Linked DNA regions of Zea mays: region 2 is linked to region 1. A link is a contact called in public Hi-C data. All regions are on one chromosome and are shown on one strand. The core of a region is the stretch at or near the end of the contact, and the rest is flanking DNA. Distances in the headings are between cores, read along the strand shown. Region 1 holds the start of LOC100274749. Region 2 holds the start of LOC103635707 (Glycine-rich protein family).

Region 1 (2,664 bases), core at 86-2,585:
CGCCACACACATTTAATGCGAGATCAAGATAGTGCGAGTAACCGAGGCGTTTATCTCAGGTGTCTAAGCAACGCCATCATGAGGCGCCGCTCGGCCACCCGATACACCCACTGATGCACAGATCGGATGTGACAACACGAAGATATCACATTAATTCTCGCATGTACCTGCAACAGCAACATACTTGATAGCTTCCAAAGCATACATAGGATGATGAACAAAGAGAACATACCTGATCGTGAAGTCGGCACGATAGTCGGGGGAGGAAGATCTCAACTCATAGTTGTACTTATATCTTTGGGTAGTATATGTTTAAGATAGGCACGCTGGGCCCACTTGTTCGGTCCAACTCTCTTGTGTGTGCTCCCATCAGACTATAAAAGGGGAGCACAATGTGATGCAGGGGGACAACCCTACACTTAATCTCTCAAGCAATCCAACTCATAGTGGATGTAGGGTATTACGCTCAAGCGGCCCGAACGACTCTAAACCGTTGTGTTCTTGTGTTCATCCATGTGGTCAGGTAAACTTCTAAGCCCCCTCCACATCTTAGGATTAGAGGGGTGCATTTTGTCTTGGGTGGTGAAGAATTTCTGCCTCCGACAGACACAATTTTTAAGGTTGTCTTCGGTAGATGCCGAAAATAGGAGATTTACACCGTAGATACCACTAACGCCCCGTTTGGATCATTGGAATTGAATTTCATTCTAATAATAGTAATTTAGGCATATATCAATTAAGCTAATTCGATTTTACGCAAAATATATTTATATACTATTATTAGCAAGATATCGAAGATATTTATATGTTATATTTTTACTATAGAGGAGTGAGACGAAGAGTGTCGTGTAAGTTACATAGTAGAAACAAATTCTATTAATGCATAAAATCATTTTTCATCTCCACCCCATGAATTTGAGATAGACTTATATCTGAACTTTGAAAAGTGATGGAATGTCAAATTCCAAACTAAATAAGTTACTTTATTGAGTGAATTCTAATTTCTCTAAAATAAAGAGATCTAAACACCTCGTAAGTAAAATTTAAAATACTAAATGAGATAGAAGATACGATAGTAGAGCTGCTACTTAAAAAACATAGTGCACGCAATGGTCCGAAGCTGTCGGGTTCAGATTCGGAGCATAGGACAGAAGACCGCACCCGCTTCAAAAACGCGTGCGGGTGCGGCGGCGGCTTCTGCCGACGCATCCTGCAGGTTTGGGAGGCAAGTTGGAGAAACGGGCAAAACCCACCAAAGCCAAGGACACTGCAATTTACACAAACACCCCTTGCTCGCCGCCTATTTGTATTTTCCGCGCTTCTCTCCTTCGCTCTTTTCTTTTTTCTCCAAACCATCGTCGGCTGCGGCACTCCTGAAGGGAGGAAGCCCCAAGCCCTTGCCGCCGCAGCTGCCGCAGCCAGCAACGAACCGTACATAGGCAGGGACGAAGCGATGGAGGGAGCCAATGGAGTCGGTGGGTCGGAGTCCGAGCGGAAGCCGCTGTCAGAGGTGGTCGGCGACTGCGTCCAGCGCTGGTTCCAGGACGCGTACAAGGAGGCGCGCAAAGGAGACATCGCCAACCAGGTGCTTGTAGCGCAGATGTTCTTCTCGGGTTATGGGACCCCCAAGAACGAGTACAAGGTATAGCAAGGCACCTTGTTTAAAATGAGATCTCTTTTGATTCAGGTTCCTTATGCAGTCGTCTGTGCGAGATAGATGGGGATTCAGTTCAGCTTCCTTGTTTAGCTCAATTTATTATAGTTTCTCCTTTTCATAGCCACGATTGTCCTGTTTGGACGATCTTAAGGGACTCCTGGGTACTGGGTTTACCTGATCAAGTCCAGATTCAGATGTGTAGGGGTTTTAATGTGCGGACTTGCTTCCTGGTGGAAGAGTTGTTAGTCGTTCCTAAAGAAAATATCAAGGGATCCCCTGTTTCCTGATTAATCCACAACAGAGACACATAGTATGGGGAGCTTTGTTTCTCTTCCTTACTGAAAATTTGGGACTCCGTTGTCGAATTTTTGGCAGATGCAACATTAATATTAGTATTTTACCATAATCTATCCTTAGTGTTTCAGATCCAGTCTTAAGTCACTTTGTTTGCGGTTAAGATACATCCAATGGGATTCAACAAGCTTTTGTAGTTCCAGTCTCGTCAACTGCTGCTTTTCTGGGCCTTTTATGCAACCTGCTGACAAGAACAATTTAAGAGTTGGGGAGATAACACTGGCATACAGTTTCACGGACTCAAATATCAAAACTTTGGATTTGGGAACACAGATAACACTGCCTTGCTTGTTTAGACTGGTCATTAAATTCTGTTAAATATGATGTTTCCTTAATTTTCTCATGGTACACAATATTGTTGAGTTCTAGCTTTTCGGAACCATTTTATGGTGGGCCTACTCATTAAAGGATTATGCGCTTTGCACATCGAGCATGATTTTTATCTGGTGACATCCATGACTCATGTATTGATTTGGTGAGTTAGTTCAAAAGTAGACTAGAATGCTTTTTTTTTCTTTATCTATGGGATATGCTTTTAGTTCTAAAAATATACATACATATATACATACATATATATATATATATATATATATATATATATATATATATATATATATATATATATATATATATACTTAAATCGATTTAGACCA
Region 2 (2,664 bases), core at 119-2,618, 140 kb before region 1:
GGCGAGGCTGTTACTTGAGCTCAATTATGATGCCTAGTACAATAGCAATTTGAGCTCAGAATATGCTGGGCCGAATCACCCACAAAGAGAGCATCTCAACTTGAAGTTTGCAAGAACAGTCTCATCTCTATCTTGGAATAGCATGTCAACATACATTCTGGAGTGCAATGCAAGAGCATTTTCCACTTGCAAAAGACATGAAAACGGAATGCAGTGCATTTTCCACTATGTTTGGTTGACATAAGCAATCAATATTGAAATTGGAACAAGAACCACCATCTCAAGAACCAAACCTTTGTTTGGTCCGGACTCTGACTATGAAATCTATACCAGTGATAATCTACAACAAGAACACGCCAGCCGCAAAATCTAGTAAATCAGACAAGCATAAAGAAGTACAACAAATCTTGAGAACCGTAGAGACTAATCTAATTTACAAATAGAACAGCCTTATCTTACAATTTAACGGATGACTGAACTGAAGCCTGAACCGAATTCATCAAGAGTTTTAATTTGATGTGGAGAGCAGGGCCTACCGACCAGGCTGACAGAGCGATGAGATTGTCAGATCTTGGCTGGGTGGTGGAGGCCAGGGCCAGCATTAGTGAGCTCGGCCGACGGTCAGCATCGGAAGCCGAGCACGCGGCCGTCGGCCGGCGAGACGCCAATGCGGCACACCTTGGCCGCCTCGACGTGGTGGGTTAACACCTTGAGAACGGTGACCTTGCCCTTGACCCGCAGCAGCGAGTCCACCTCCATCACCGGCGGCTGCACTAGAGCCGCAGTGACGTGCGGGGACGGGCCGGACGCCGGGACGGAGATGGTGGTCGGCTGCGCGGCGGCGCCCGTGGCCGAGACGGCGAAGGCGGGGACGGTGAAGCTGGTGGCCATGTACTGCGTGCGGCCGCCGTCGATCTGGCCTGCCGGGATGTACATGGAGCCGACCTCGCCGCCGGCGTAGGCGACGTGGAGGGAGCTGTCGTAGTGCGTGAGCGGGGACCGGTTGGGGTTGCGCACGGAAGCCAGCTGCTGGAAGGTGAAGGCGACGGTGCCGTTGGCCACGGCGAAAGCGGGGAGCTGCACGGCCGTCACGGCGATGGCCGGCGCGCGCGGGCGGAAGAACACGAACAGCAGCACCGCCGCGACGCAGGCGGCTAGGAGGAGGAAGAGGACCGCCAAGATGCAAGACGCCGCGGGTGAGGAGGAGGAGCGGCGGCCGGCGCCCGCGGCGGCATAGTGCTGCGGCGGCAGCCCCGGCGCTGATCTGGCCATGGCGGCCGGCCGGGCGAGTGAATCTTGCTTTGGTGGGCGAGCAGAGGAGACAGTGGACGAGGAGAGCAGGGTGGAAGGAATAGGAATTAGGAGGTCACTGTACTGCGCACACGCGCTCTATCGAGCGGGGCCCACGGGTTTTTGTACCCGGTGGACATGGATACGGGTTGAAAAACTCACCCGTGGATCCTATCGGGTCGGGTACCCGAAATACGTCGGATAGGGTACGGATAGTATATTTTACCCATGGATATCCACTGGATACCCGAAATATTAATTCACAATTTTACATGTTGTGTTTTTGGCCCATGAAGCAAAGAAAAAAAGCTCAAGGCAGTGAACCGGCTAACCCTAAGTCCCTAAGTTCCCGGCCTCCCATCTCGCCATTCTATATTTTACTAAATTTCTATTTGAATAACTATATGATCTGTCAGTTTGTTAGGATGGCATGCAATCTGAAACCATTGATCCATGAACTTGTTGGTTGCTACTACGAAGTTGCTGCCTGCCTGCTACTACATGAACATCATGGACTTCCTGTCATTGTGGTGTTTCTTATATTTGTGTTGTGTGAACTATGATTTGTGAACTGGACATGTACTATGATTTGTGAACTGAATGTGTACTATGATTTGTGAACTGTACTATGGTATGTGAACTGGACGTGTACTAGTCATGAACTTGAATGTGTACTATGATTTGTGAACTGTACTATGGTATGTGAACTGGACGTGTACTAGTCATGAACTGTACTATGATTTGTAAATTGGTGATGTTGCTTATCAATTTCACATGTTGTGATGGTGTTCATTAACTCCCATCTGTCATAAATTGTGTTGCTCATCAATTTACATGTAGATTTATATTTTATAGTAGCATATCCACCGTATACCCGATACCCGACGGATACCCGGTGGATACGGGTACGGGTCCATTTTTTTACCCGATTGACTTGGTGGATATGGATATTTGTATAAGGACCGGGTATGATATCGGGTCGGGTATTATCATACCCGAACACAACCCGACCCGCTGCCATCCCTACGCGCGAGTCTCTCGAGGGACTCGGTTTACTGTCTTCGACCATTAGACCAACTCCAGCAACACTCCCCATCCCACTCCACATCCGTATTATACACGCTCTGAGTCACTATTTCGCTCTCCAGCAGCCTCCGCATCCGTCTCCGCAAAACAGACGCCGTGTACCTGCACTCCCCTTTTCCACGGTTTCTCTCTCCTCTCCGCAGAAGACTGCATGCGCCACCTCCTGCTCGCGGGCCCCAGCTGTCATAGACTGTATGCGGAGTGCAAATACGGAGTCTGCTGGAAACGGGGACGGATACGGAGAGGAGAGAGAAACTGTTGGCCGTGCTAAATACGGATACGGAGAGG

The links. A called contact is a pair of places that touch in the nucleus more often than the background predicts.
Region 2: a contact with region 1 is called in a Hi-C map of tassel, with 6 times the contacts expected there. The contact joins the promoter of LOC103635707 here to the promoter of LOC100274749 in region 1. A contact is called at or near these places in 8 of 25 Hi-C or Micro-C datasets (bundle sheath, ear, endosperm and 4 more).

Annotation. Positions count from the first base shown.
Region 1 is chr8:112,769,372-112,772,035 of Zm-B73-REFERENCE-NAM-5.0, reverse strand. It overlaps LOC100274749, which reads left to right and starts at 1,335. Exons shown (of 3, transcript NM_001149041.1): 1 at 1,335-1,642. The coding sequence starts at 1,454.
Region 2 is chr8:112,908,838-112,911,501 of Zm-B73-REFERENCE-NAM-5.0, reverse strand. LOC103635707 (Glycine-rich protein family) reads right to left here and starts at 1,368. Exons shown (of 1, transcript XM_008658093.4): 1 at 179-1,368. The coding sequence starts at 1,272. The coding sequence ends at 622.